Linked DNA regions of Mus musculus: region 1 is linked to region 2. A link is a contact called in public HiChIP or PLAC-seq data. All regions are on one chromosome and are shown on one strand. The core of a region is the stretch at or near the end of the contact, and the rest is flanking DNA. Distances in the headings are between cores, read along the strand shown. Region 1 has its middle 61 kb from the start of Gm23274. Region 2 has its middle 42 kb from the start of Pcmtd1.

What was found. HiChIP or PLAC-seq counts read pairs in DNA pulled down with a chosen protein or histone mark.
Region 1: a contact with region 2 is called in an H3K27ac HiChIP or PLAC-seq map of embryonic stem cells, with 16 read pairs. The contact joins two enhancer-like sites. A contact is called at or near these places in 1 of 15 datasets of contacts at CTCF or cohesin (the NIH/3T3 cell line), 1 of 484 Hi-C or Micro-C datasets (olfactory sensory neurons), 2 of 115 datasets of contacts at active chromatin or transcription factors (both in embryonic stem cells) and 1 of 9 other capture datasets (embryonic stem cells).

The regions. Positions count from the first base shown.
Region 1 is chr1:7,201,299-7,208,355 of GRCm38.p6, forward strand. No RefSeq gene overlaps it. Among named protein-coding and RNA genes, the nearest start is that of Gm23274, 61 kb to the right of the region's middle. Within about 2 kb of position 5,178, at least 98 of the 459 cell types and tissues checked have an H3K27ac peak or open chromatin away from gene starts, as enhancers often do. A contact at or near this core is called in embryonic stem cells, where this site is marked.
Region 2 is chr1:7,042,664-7,050,185 of GRCm38.p6, forward strand. No RefSeq gene overlaps it. Among named protein-coding and RNA genes, the nearest start is that of Pcmtd1, 42 kb to the right of the region's middle. Within about 2 kb of position 2,433, at least 12 of the 459 cell types and tissues checked have an H3K27ac peak or open chromatin away from gene starts, as enhancers often do. A contact at or near this core is called in embryonic stem cells, where this site is marked.

The sequences.
Region 1 (7,057 bases), core at 3,928-6,427, 160 kb after region 2:
CATTGCAAGTATTTTATTGAGTACTTTTGTGTCAAGGTTCGTGAGGTAGCTTGGTATGAAATTCTCTTTCTTTTTTGGGTCTTTGTGTGGTTTAGATATCAAGGTGACTGTGGCCTCATAGAATGAATTTGGCAGAGTTCTTTTAGTTTCTATTTTATGGAATAATTTGAGGAGTATTTGAAAATCTGGTAGAATGCTGAGGCTGGCCAGCGGCTCACATGTCCGGGTTCGAGCCTGGAAGGCATCTTGGAATCTGGAAGAAAAGAGGGAATCTAGGCGAAGAGAGAAAGAATGGAACCAAGATAAATAGTCTGGTCAAGGTTCAACTTTAATGTCGGGGAACACACTTTATAAAGAAGAAGGGATGTCCATTCCCAGCCACTCAAAGTTCCTTTGAAGTTGACAAATCAGCCTTTTAGTAGGAACTCGTGAAGATCACAGTTCGGTGCTAACTCTGGAAAATCTCAGAGAACTGGTTAGACCTCAGGCAGGTTCTGCCTCAGGCATGTAGTGGCACATCAAAGGAGAGGGATGAGAAGCAGCACAGCAGGTGGCTCAGCCTAAGTGGCGATGATCTGAGGCCAGCCTAGCTAGGCTGGGAGGACGTAACAGTAGAATTCTGAAGTAAAACCATCTGGCCCTGGGCTACTTTTATTTGGGAGACATTTAATGACTGCTTCTATTTCCTTAGTAGTTATAGGAGTATTTAGATAGCTTCCTTGATCTTGATTTAACTTTGGTAATTGGTATCTGTCTAGAAAATTGTTCATTTCATTTAGTGTTTCCAAGTTAGTGGAGTACAGGCTTTTGAAATAAGGCCTAATGATCCTTTGAATCTCCTCAGTGTCCATTGTTATGGTCCCTTTTCATTTCTATTTTGTTAGTTTGGGTACTGTCTCTACCTTTTAGTTAGTTTGGCTAAAGTGTTGTTGATCTTGTTGATTTTTCTCAGAGTCTGCTCTTGGTTTTGTTGATTCTTTGTATTGCTCTTTTGTTTCTAATTGTTTGGTTTCAGCCTTGAATTTGACTATTCCCTGCTGTCTATTCTATTGGTGTCTTCGCATCTTTTTGTTCCAGATTTTTCAAGTGTATAGTTAATATTAGCTCGTAAGAGCTCTCTCCAATTTCTCTTGAAGGTACTTAGCACTATGAACTTTTGTCTTAGTATTGCTTTCATTTTGTTCCATAAATTTGGGTATGTTGTGTCTTCATTTTAATAGAATTCTAGAAAGTCTTGGTGGATTTTTTTCTTTTGATGAGTATGATGTGTCCTTCCTCATCTCTTCTGATTAATTTTTGTTGAAAGTCTACTTTTTTAGATATTAGAATGGCTACTCAAGATTGTTTCTTTTGTTTGTTGCTCCCCACTTCCTCAAGATTGTTTCTTGAGTTTATTTTCTTGAAAAACCTTTGTTGCTGAGGTGTGTATTTTGTATGCAGCAGAATAATGGATTCTGTTTATGTTCACACTGTGTTAGCTTGAGTCTTTTTATTGGTAAATTAAGTTCATTAATGTTGAGAGATATTAATGACCAATGACTGTTACTTCCGGTTATTTTGATGTTGGTGCTGGTACTGCGTGTGTGTGTGTGTGTGTGTGTGTGTGTGTGTGTGTGTATCTTCTTTTGCTTTTGCTGTGAGATGATTAATTTCTTGTGTTTTCTTGGGTGTATTTACCCACCTTGTATTGGAGTTTTCCTTCTAGTATCCTCTATAGGGCTGAACTAGTGGAAAGATATTGTTTAAATTTAGTTTTGTCATGGACTATCGTGGTTTCTCCATCTGTGGTGATTGAAAGTTTTGCTGGGTATAGGATTCTAGCCTGACATCTATGGTCTTTTAGGGTCTGCAAGACATCTGTTCCAAACCTTTTGGCTTTTAGAGTCTCTGTTGAGAAGTTGGGTATAATTCTGATAGGTCAGCCTTTGGGTGTTACTTGGCCTTTTCCCCTTGTAGCTTTTAATATTCCTTCTTTGTTCTTTACATTTAGTGTTTTGATTATGATGTGGTGGGTGAATTTTATTTCCTGTCTAATCTATTTGGTATTCTATAAGCTTCTTGTATGTTTATAGCCATCTCTTTCACTAGGTTAGGAAAGTTTTCTTGGGTGATTTTGTCAAAAATATTTTCTCGGCCTTTGAATTGGGAATTTTCTCTCTCTTCTATTCTCATTATTCTTATGTTTGGTCCCAAATTTTCTGGGTGTTTTGTGTTAGAAACTTTGGTTTTGGTATTTTCTTTGACTGATGCATCAGTTTCTTCTATTATATCTTCTATACTTCGAGATTCTCTCTTCCATCTCTTATATTTTTTGGTGGTGCTTCCATTTATAGTTCTTGTTCTTTTCCTAGGTTTTTCATCTCCAGGTTGCCTCTGTTTGTTTTTTCTTTATTGTTCTTATTCCTTTTTTCAGGTCTTGAACAGTATTATTCATATCCTTTACCTCTTTGATTGTATTTTTCTGTATTTCTTTAACGGTTTCTTTTATTTGCTCTTTTGAAGGCCTCTATAATTTTCCTAAGATGAGATTTAAGGTCATAGCCCTGTTCTTCAGATTGTTTAGCATATCCAGGTCTTGCTGTAATAGGAGAGCTGTGTTCTGATGGTGCCATATTGTACAGACTCTTGTTGATTGTGTTCTTGTGCTTGTCTTTAGCCAACTGGTCATTCCTGGTAGTCCGCAGGAATAGCATGCTTCTGGAGGCTGGTTGCTGTGGGTGGTAGCAGGCCTTCCAGGAGGCAGGAAGAGCTGTGGTCTGGGATCCCAGAGCACAGGCAGAAATTTGAATTGGAAGACTGGGCTCAAAATAGATAGGACAGACATCAGGGCTCCTGGGCTTGCCAGGGGCCCATCGGCCTGGGGATTGGGGAATGTCTCACTTGGTTGTCCTGGATGGGAGCAGACCTCCAGGGAGGCAGGCATATCTCTGGGCTGGAAAGTCTGTTGCAGATCCTCAATTACAAGTAGCAGTGTTGACCAGAGATGGAACTCTGGAGGCATTTTCTTAATTGAGGTTCTTTCCTTAAAAGTGACTTTAGTTTGTTTCAAGTTGACAGAAAACTATCTAGCATACATGGTATACAGTTATTGATCTAGAAAATGTCTTTTTCTTAGTACCTGTCCATAAGGACCACCAGAAGCATTTGCTTTACGTTGGCAAGGCTGGAAATATACATTTACAGTTTTACCTCAAGGATATAGTAACTCTTTAACCTCATGCCATAACTTAGTTTGAAGGAATCTGTCTCTTCTACAAAATATCACGTTGGTGCACTATATGAATGACATTATGCAGACTGAACCAAATTAGCAGGAGATAGGAACCATTTTGGTCTAATTTGTAACATATATGCACATTAGAGCATGGGAAATAAATCCAGCTGAAATTGAAGGGCCTCACCTTCAGTGAAATTCACCTCAATGAAATTCTTATGAGTTCAGTAGTGTGGGACATGCAGAAATATCCCTTCTAAGGTAAAGGATAAATTATTGCAATTAGCTCCTACCACGACCAAGAAAGACTTGTGTTAAGTGAGTCTATTTGAAATCTGGAGAGATGTATGATTGGACCAGAGCAGGTCACGAAGTTATGAGTAAGTTACATGAACAAGTTGCCTGAATGCCTATGGTTTCTACTTCTATCATAGCGCCATCTGGTGGCAGTAATACATAGGGTGCAGAAGCCAGAGAAGGGGATTGATTATTGGCTTGCTTATCATGGCTTACTCAGCCTGCTTTCTTTTCTGCCCTTTTAAAATATTCATTCTTCTCTTATACATTACATCGTAACTAAACTTTCTTCCCTGTCCATTCCTCCCAATCCCCTCTGTCCTCATTCTCTCTCCCTCAGATCCATTCCTCTTCCATTTCCCTTCAGAAAAGAACAGGCATCCCAAGGATATCAACTGATCATGACATAACAAGTTCAAATAAAACTTGGCACAAATCCTTATCTCAAGGCTGGACAAGGCAATCCACTTAATTGATTACGTAGGAAGTGTGTTCTTTTGGTGTCCTTTTCCTCTCTGGCTCATACAACCCCACCCCCATCTCCACCCCCTTCTGCTGTGTTCCCTGAGCTCTGCCTAATGTTTGGCTATGGGTCCCTACATTTGCTTATATCAGTTGCTGGATTAACTCTCTCTGATGATGTTTGGGCTAGGCTAAGTATAGCAAAATATCATTAGGAATTTTATTTTTCTTTTGTCAGTTGCGTTTGATTCTATCTTTAGTCTCTGTGCTATCCAGCTTCTGGTTCCAGGCTATCCAGATACTGTGAGGCATGGGTTACCTCTTGTGGTGTTGACCAGTCGTCATTGGCTGGGCACATCCAAAAGCCCTGCTTCACCATTGTTTCAGTGCATCTTGCAGGCGGGGAAGGAGTGGGTCATAGATTTTAGGGCTGGGTTACTGTCCCAGTCCTACCAGTAGGAGTCTAGCCTGTTTACAGAAGACAGTTGGTTCAGGCTCTGCATTGTCTATTACTAGGAGCCTGGCCCAAGGTCACTATTAGTATAGGGAATCTATTCTTTCCATTTGAAAACTCCAACACACACTCAAAATTACTGATGTATCTATCTTATCACTTGGAAATAACTCTCATACTCCCTAAGAACCAAATAAAATGAAAACCTTTACACTTTTATGGACATAAGGTTAGAAACAAGGAGAAATAGCTCTTTTCTCTCTTTGAGACATCCCACATTTCTACCTGTCTGTCTTCCCCTTTCCTAGATGTCCTATGCCTCCATCTGTCCCCTCCTCCTTGACAGTCTTGCCTGCTTCTAATCACAGCTCCAAACTTTCCCCTTGCACTTTCTGCTTTCGGGCCATTCAAACTTCTGCCACAGATCTGTAGGAACACCGTGGCTGACTGCTGGGCACTTTGCACCCCGCCCAACCCTAATCCTCAACAGCAAATTACCTCTGGCTAGCCCTGTTCCTACAGTGAGTGAGAGTGCACTGTCAGTACAGCCAGCCCTGCCCTACAACAGGTGTTGCGCTGCGATCTGAGTAAAGCCTTGTGCTCCACCGCCGGTGGCTTGAAACCTCCACAGGCATAGCAGTAACTGTGTGGCCACTTCTCTTCCTCTGAGGCACTGGAGCTACAGATCACACCTCTCAGGCCAGATCATTTTGAGCTATCAATGCAGGCCACGCCCACATCCCTCTTTCCAATCTCCATGACCATGGCCAGTCAGGTCCCTTGCTGCTATAAAATGCCCCACTGCCACCTTCAGTTGTTAACAGCAACCGCCTGCTTTTACCGCCAGCTCTGAAACCAGATTGCTTCCTTTTCCGATTCCCTCTCCAAACCTGAATTCCTCTCCAAGTCTCTGGTGCTCGATAAGCAAGGTGGGTTCTGCCTCTCCAACCGCCCTTAGCAAAGTTACCCAAACAAATCTTCCACCTATCTCCTCTGCTGTTTTGGCCCTTTCCTGCCACTCTCCACTTTCCTCAGTCCCGAAGCCCCACCCCTTCCGACTGCTCGGGGAGTTTGTTCAGATTGCATCAATCTGCACAACCTCCTCCTCTCTCTCTTGCTGCTGCCACTCAAAAGGCTCACTGTGGCTGCCACTCAAAAGGATCACTGTAGTCCCTGCTGTCCCTGCCCACCCTATCTGCAACTCCTTGTCAATGTCTCCTTTAGAATCTGACGGCAGCTCCCCTTCTTTCAGTCGTTTCCATACTCATTTTTGTGAGAGACTGCCTTTGCCCCAATTCTAACCCTTGGGAAAGTGACTGGCGTGGATAGGTCTGTTCCTTTCCTGTGTCCTGTTCTCTTTTGATGAATTTGCCCTATAGCATTACCTTCTTTGTCCTCTATATACTCCTTTCTATTAACCTCCTCCTCCTCCTCCTCCTCCTCCCCCTCCTCCTCCTCCTCCTCCTCCTCCTCCTCCTCCTCCTCCTCCTCCAGGAACCTGGGACAAAGGACTGCTGTGCATATTTTACATATCAAAGCAGACCTGGCCTCCAGGTTCTTCCTTCAAGGCCGGCCTCTACTTAGCACACCCTGCCCCCAACTCAGAACTTTCCAGCCCAAGGGCTAGGCTGCCCTTTCCTCTGAGGCTCCTCCCTATAAAATCTAGACATTCAGGGCGCTTGCACTCCCTCCCCCTCCTTTCTCTTCCCCTCCTCCCTCTTCCCTCCTCTTTCTCCTCTCTTCTCTTTTTTCTGAGTTCACACTCTTTCTCTCCTTCTCTCTCCCTCCCCTCCTCCTCTTCCCCATGGCGACTTCTTTGGCCTTGGTCTTTGGAGCCAGGGAACAGCTTCCCAATAAACCTACCTTTAATATAATCTAATTAGGTTTAAATTGGTTCATTTCACAGGCTTCAAAGAAATAACCTGTCAGTGTGTTTGGGAAAAAGCTTATGACCATACAACTCACCCCATAGGAGCTGCAGCAGTTCCTGATGTAGATTCTACTGAAATTGTAACAACAGACATAACTGCCAGGACAGAGACTGGATCATCACTTGTCTCCTCCCTGACCTGAGGGAGGAGACAAAAAGCTGTGTAAAGATTGTATTTCAACCTTGCAAATGCTAATTCCTATACATGGCAGACTTTGGTATTGTTATTTTTATGTAGCATCAGTGTTTTGTAAATATTCTTCTCAGATTGTAAACATTCACCTTCAGATTGGTCAATAAAAAGTTGGTCTGACAATTAACTGGGCTGAAGTGACTAGGATGGGATTTGGGACTTCCAGATTAGGGAGGGGGTGGGGGGTGGGGAGAGACAGACATGGAGGGAGAGAGGGGGAGGGGAAGAGGGGGTTATAACGGAAAAGGGAAAGAGGGAGAGGGGGAGAGGGAAGGAAGAAGAGGGGAAGAGGACCACAGGAGGAGGACTGTATGGAGAGAGAGACACCAGGAGGATTCCCCATGAGTTCAAGATGATAATGAAAGACCTCTGAAGGGAGACTCTCACTCAAGTCTCGGGATAATAGTGGACCCCCAAGAACTCACAAGAGACAAAACTTGATGCAAACCACGCGAGGCTTTATTCGAGGAAAGCCAGAGCTCTGGGGACGACTTGTATCCCACGCAG
Region 2 (7,522 bases), core at 1,183-3,682:
GTAATTGTGGTTTCATAGAATCAATTGGGTAGAGTACCTTCGATTCCTATTTTGTGGAATCGTTTGAGGAGAATTGAAATTGGGTCTTTTTTGAATGTCTGATAGAACTCTGCACTAAACCTAGCTTGTCGTGGGCTTTTTTTGGTTGGGAGTCTATTAATGACTGATTCTATTTCTTTAGGGTATAGGGGACTGTTTAGATCATTAATCTGATTCTGATTTAACTTTGGTACTTGGTATCTGTCTAGAAAATTGTCCATTTCATCCAGGTTTTCCTGTTTTGTTGTGCATAGGCTTTTGTAGTAGGATTTGATGATGTTTTGGATTTCCTCAGGTTCTGTTGTTATGTCTCCTTTTTCATTTATGATTTTGTTAATGAGGATACCGTCTCTGTGCCTCTAGTTAGTCTGGCTAAGGGTTTATGTATTTTATTGACTTTTCTCAAAGAATCAGCTCCTGGCTTTGTTGGTTCTTTGTATAGTTCTTTTTGTTTTTACTTGGTTGATTTCAGCCCTGAGTTTGATTATTTCCTGCCGTCTACTCCTCTTGGGTGAATTTGCTTCCTTTTGTTCTAGAGCTTTTAGATGTGCTGTCAAGCTGCTAGTGTATGTTCTCTCTAGTTTCTTTTTGGTGGCACTCAGAGCTATGAGTTTTCCTCTTAGGACTGCTTTCATTGTGTCCCATAAGTTTGAGTATGTTGTGGCTTCATTTTCATTAACCTCTAAAAAGCCTTTAATTTCTTTATTTCTTCCTTGACCAAAGTATCATTGAGTAGAGTGTTGTTCAGTTTCCACGTGAATATTGGCTTTCTATTATTTATGTTGTTATTGAAGATTAGCCTTAGTCTGTGGTGATCTGATAGTATGCATGGGATAATTTCAATATTTTTGTATCTGTTAAAACCTGTTTTGTGACCAATTATATGGTCAATTTTGGAGAAGGTACCATGAGATGCTGAGAAGAAGGTATATTCTTTTGTTTTAGGATAAAATGTTCTGTAGATATCTGTTAAATCCATTTGTTTCATAACTTCTGTTAGTTTCTATGTGTATCTGTTGAGTTTCTGTTTCCAGGAACTGCCCATTGATGAGAGTGGGGTGTTGAAGTCTCCCACTATTATTGTGTACAGTGCAATGTGTGCTTTGAGCTTTACTATAGTTCTTTAATGAATGTGGATGCTCTTGCACTTGGAGCACAGATATTCAGAATTGAGAATTCATCTTGGAAAATTTTATCTTTGGTGAGTATGAAGTGCCCCTCCTTGTCTTTTTTGATAACTTTGGGTTGGAAGTTAATGTTATTCGATAATATAATGGCTACTCCAGCTTGTTTCTTTGGGCCATTTGATTGGAAATCTGTTTTCCAGCCTTTTACTCCGAGGTAGTGTCTGACTTTGTCCCTGAGGTGGGTTTCCAGTATGCAGCAAAATGTTGGGTCCTGTTTATGTAGCCAGTTGGTTAGTCTATGTCTTTTTACTGGGGAATTGAGTCCATTGATGTTAAGAGATATTAAGGAAAAGTAATTGTTGCTTCCTGTTATTTTTGTTGCTAGAGGTGGGATTCTGTTCTTGCAGTTATCTTCTTTAGGTTTGTTTAAGGATTACTTTCTTGCATTTTCTAGGGTGTAACTTCCCTCCTTGTGTCGTAGTTTCTCCTTTATTATCCTTTGAAGGGCTTGATTCGTGGAAAGATATTATAAGAATTTGGTTTTGTCATGGAATACTTTGGTTTCTCCATCTATGGTAACTGAGAGTTTTGCTTGGTATATTAGCCTGGACTGACATTTGGGTTGTCTTAGGGTCTCTATAACCTCTGTTCAGGATATTCTGGCTTTCATAGTCTCTGGTAAGAAATCTGGTGTAATTCTAATAGGCCTGCCTTTATATGTTACTTGACCTTTTCCCCTTACTCAGACTGGACTCTGAGAGACCGGGATACAAGATCAAGTCTTGGCTGATCTAAACAATTAAAAAAGAAAAAAGAAAAAAAGCAAAGAAGAAAGAAAGAAAGTAAGAAAGAAAGAAAGAAAGAAAGAAAGAAAGAAAGAAAGGAAGAAAGAAAGGAAGAAAGAAAGAAAGAAAAAAGTCTTTTTAAAAAACATGATCTTAAATACCCAGCAAAAGGTTATAGCCAAATGTAGAACAACTGGTAAAAATGTAGAACAAACAATGAAAGAATACTAGATTTTTAAAGAAGACACATCTCTAAATGTAGACGAGGAATAGGGCAGGAAGGAAAATCAGACACTGAAGCAATTTCCTTGGAAATGTCTCTTTCCTTATTCTGTGTCTTAGTTGTCACTTACTACTGTCCAGTTCTGTATTTTGGATCACACCAGAAAGTGCCAGACAGCATGAAGAGTCTAGGGATGTTAGATCAGACAAACAACTTGGCAGTCTATGGTCATAAAGGACAAAGACAGTCTAAGATAATCTGCAACATTACTCCTCTCCCAAAGCAGGAATTCTAATCCTTCAGCCCTGTAGAATTTTTAACATAGGTGTGGCTGCCCCTCTAACCCCAACATTAGTTCATATGATTGGGCCACTTGAAAAACAGGACTGAAGAATAAATCTTTATGACATGGAACTTAGACTACCCCAAGATATATATAAACCTGCGGGGCAGACTACACCCAAGTGGTGACAATTATCCATAACTGGGAGGGCAAAAACTGCAGCAGAAACAACCAATGTGAGAACCATCTTGTACCTCAACTGTGACTGCAACAACAGACCTTTTCAGGATGAACTTGCAGGACCAGAACTAAGGCAGTGATCAACAGACCACACCTTAGTTACACATACCTCTTGCCTCCCTGCCTGTAATGCCTATGTAGATCAACTTCCTGCCTCTGCCTTTTGAGTGCTGGTATTACAGGCTAATACCATCATGGACAGCTTCTCCTGCCCTGTTTTACTTTATCTGAACATAAAGCTGTTACAGGTACCCCAAAGACAAATTCAGGGTCACAAGATCCCTTTATTGCTTCCTCTTTTCAAATGTGGACATGATGAATAAAGCGCTTTTTACCTAACTTCTTACTTGAGATATTCGTGCCAGGTGTTTGAGCCTAGAGGCTGCTAGACCCCAGGCTCTGCCTTAAAAACTGTAGTTACATTAGTTTTACATTGGTAGGTACATCAGTGCCTACCAATACCATCTTTTTCTTTTTTGTAATTTCTTTTATTTTTTTTTACAGTCAATCTGTTGCCCATCTCCCAGTCCCAGCTCCTTATCCCATTCCTCCTCCCCCCAGTCTCCAGAGGATGCCCCCACCAGGCATCCCCCAATACCATCTTAAATCAAGAAAGTGTTCTCCTAACACCAAAATGGGAATAAATGTGGTCATAATCCACCAACAGAAACCAGATTGATCTCAAAGTGCACTGATTCTTCAAACATGAATCCAAACAAGACTTTTTCTACATCTACCATCACTTTTGTAGGAACTTTCTTGATTTAAGATGGTATTGGGGGCCGGGGGCGGGGGGGTGGGGGTGCACGCCTTTAATCCCAGCACTTGGGAGGCAGAGGCAGGTGGATTTCAGAGTTCAAGGGCAGCCTAGTCTACAGAGTGAGTTCCAGGACAGCAAGGGCTACACAGAGAAACCCTGTCTCGAAAAACCAAAAATAAATAAATAAATAAATAAATAAATAAATAAATAAATAATAATAAAGATGGTATTGGGGGATTCCTGATGGTGGGGGCTTCCTCTTGGAGACTAGGGAGAGAAGAAATGGGATAAGAAACTGTGGGAAGGGGGACTGGGAGGAGGGCAATAGCTGGACTATAAAAAAATAAAAGTAATTAAAAAAAAGAAAAAGATGGTATTGGGCTGGTGAGATGGCTCAGTGGGTAAGAGCACCTGACTGCTCTTCCGAAGGTCCAGAGTTCGAATCCCAGCAACCACATGGTGGCTCACAACCATCCCTAACAAGATCTGACTCCCTCTTCTGGTGTGTCTGAGGACAGCTACAGTGTACTTACATATAATAAATAAATAAATATTAAAAAAAAAAAAACTATTAAAAAAAAAAAAAAAAAAGATGGTATTGGTAGGCACTGAAAAGTGATTTAAGTAAGGAGAAATAACAGCTTAAATATGGGCATCATAATGTTGAGTAGTAAGTGCTTATTAATTAAAACTGTCCTTTAAATTATCAGCAATGAAATTTTAATAACTTGTAAAATATTAACATTGAGTACAATTAATTTGCTAATAAAGTTAGTATAGGAAGTGACCTTCCATCAGATAATTTAGTTATCCTTATTTATGGCATGGCACAGTATATTAAGACTATAGATTAGAGCAGGGGGTTGGAGAGAGAACAAGAAGGGAGTATGTGTCTAATTTCTGGGGATTAATCTCAGTCACAAAGTAAAATGTGAACTCTGGCAATTATGGCAGTGTCCACAGCATTGATGCTGGATTCTCTCAGTGAAACTGGCTTGTAGGAATACCTTAAGTATGAAACAGAAAGGCAGGAGTCTTCATTCTATAATCTACCAAAACAGAAAGTCAAAATTAATTGAAACTTTTTTTACAGGTCGGAAAGGAAAAAAGAGTCGAAAAAAGAATCGAAGTGACTTTCATAATGTCACAAAGGGGACTGAGGGACTTGAACGGAAATTTTCAGACAGGCTCCATTGACCTTTTGTGATGCCAGGCTGCCTGCAAAAAACCAGTCAGACCACTGTCTTTCTGTTTAGAGGAGGCCTGCTTTACAAATGTGAGAAACCTGCTAAGACCATTTGTGGCTTTAAGAGCCTCCTCTGCCTCCATTTACATATCTACTGTCTGCCTTCTGCCAAGCCACAGAGCAGTTTGAAGGACAGCTTCAGCATTCCTACAATACAGGGCTGTGATGTTGCATTGGTTCAGGAACGTTTGCATGTTCTTTTTGTTTCACATTGGCCCCAGGCATGTACTCTAAGCTTCACTCTCAGCTTTTTTTTTTTTTTTTAATTATTATTATTCTAGGGAGCATAGTGGATCACAACAGTAATCCCAATGTTGAAAGGCTCTGGCAAAGAGATCAAGAGTTCAAAGCCCACAGTGGCTTCAAGACCTAGAACATCTAGGCTAGGTGATGCATACATTGTAGTACAGCACTCAGGAGACTGAGGTAGGAAGATTGTTATGAGTTCAAGCCCACCCTGAACTACATATAGCTATGGTAATAGGCCAGCTATGAATATATAGTAGAACCCTGTATCAAAAAACTAATATAATATAATATAATATAATATATATTTTTAAAAGGTGGTGTGGTTCAGTTGTTAGGATGTTTGTCAAATAAACACAAACCTTACATTTGAAGCCCAGCATCACTTACACTTAACGTGATTCTCTTCCCAGAAATTCAAGGTCATCCTTAGTTAGATACTACATTTGAGCCCAACCTAGGGACATGAGATCTTGTCTGAAAATAAATGAGGGGTTGGAGAAATGGTTCAGTATCTAAACCATTTGCTAATCTTCAGCACTCCCATAAAAGCAGGGTGGATATGATGGTCTGCCTGTAATCTCCCTGCTTAGGGGGCACAGACAGGTCATTCTCAGGCTACACTGGTTGTTATCATTAGGGTTTCTGCTGCTGTGAAGAGACACCATGACCTCGACAACCCCTAAAAAAGAAAACATTAAATTGGGGGTGGCTTACAGTTTAGGGGATTTTCTCAGGGTTTGGCATTACCCTGAGATTATGCCTTTCCCTATCGTAGCATGTATCAACTGGCAAAGAATAACAATGGCATGTATTTTAAGTCAAACTACTACGCGGTTAAACATGAGCACATGAAAGGAAAGACTCATTAGGTTTATACATTGGCAATTTATGAAAAAGGAAAGCAGGGCTGACCAGAAGGTTCAGCCTGGAGACACACTTACTTACCACAAAGCTTGATTACCAGAGTTTAATTCCCAATATCCACAGGGTAAAGCGAAAGAAATAACTCTCACAACTTGACCTGTGACCTCCACACTCACTGTGGCAAGGGTGCAGCATCACCTACACACACATAATGAATGGATATCATAAAGAAACATTCTAATAGAATGAAAGCAGTCTTCCCTTCAGAGCTTCTAGTTTGTTGTAATCATAACCTATCTGGGAGGATGCAGATGTCTCAGCTGCATGCTAATTGCTCTGTCTCATAACTATACTGAAAGCATTTCAGGAAAAGAAGCCAAGCACTTGGAATGGCTCATGTTATAGTGACTTTCCTTTCCCATATAGCCTTTTCCTTACTCACAATTTACATCAAGCTTGGTGATAGAGATTTTCCAGACCTACACAGAGCAACATGGCTCCCATTCATCTTTGAATTGTCTTAGGCCCCATCCAGCTCCAATGTCTCCATAGATACAAAGGCTAAACAATATACAACGTTAAAACATTGGTTATTTCTGCAATTCAAATAGAAAAATCTGACAGCCTGAGAGTGTGGTCTGGGGTAGCAGTAAGATGCCCACAGCTGGCCTGCCCAGAGGTGACAATGTGCTTTGCTGCTCCTTCTTTGCCTGTGGCCTCGCAGGTGAACTGCTGGTGCAGTCCTGGGAGTCCCAGGAGGAACAGCCATATATCAGTATTAGTTTAAAATGGTGTTCAACAATGTAAAAATGTGAAAAATTGAAAGGGGTTTCTTCTTCACTTATTTGTGTTTGTCATTCTGGGGATCACATTCAGGGACTCTGATGTGCTAGTCAAGTACTCTACCACTTCATATATCCCCCATCCCCTTTAAAAATTACTTTTTTCATTTTTGGTTTTGAGATAGGATCTCCCTAAACTGCCCCTCCTAGTCAAGAGCTTATTCTACAGGCCCAGGAAGACCTTGAGGTTGTCACCTTTTTTCCTTAGCCTTGAAAGTAGCTAAGATTAGAGACTTAAGCTAGCAGTCCCATCAAAATCAGAAGTTTGTTGCTTTGAGGCTGGTCTTGAATGCCTCCTCCCTCACAGGCTCCTGTGTGCAGAGGTTCCTGTGTAGGAAGGATCTGTTTTGAGATGATATACAAGAAACTTTACAAAGTGGATCATAAACCCCACAGGTGGTCATAGCTCTAGAATTACTTATAAATATTTAAACTATTGCATTATTTTTATACTCTCTGGATTAGAAATATTGTTTTATTTCAGCCCACCCTAGTGGCTCAAGCTTATAATCCAATGTAAAATGAAAAACTGTTAAGCAGGACCATTAAGATGGTAAAAGTGGGGGCTGGAGAGATGGCTCAATGGTTAAGAGCACAGACTGCTCTTCTAGAGGTCCTGAGTTCAATTCCCAGGAACCCCATGGCAGCTCATAACCATCTGTAATGGGGTCTGATGCCCTTTTCTGGTGTGTCTGAAGAGAGCAATGGTGTACTCACATACATAAAATAAATAATCTTAAAAATAAAATAAATAAATAAATAAAAAGATGATAAAAGTGCTTACTGCCAAGGCAGGCTACCTGAATTTAACCTCTAGAACAATGGGGGTCAAAGAAAGAACCCACTCCCCAGGGTTGTTCTCTG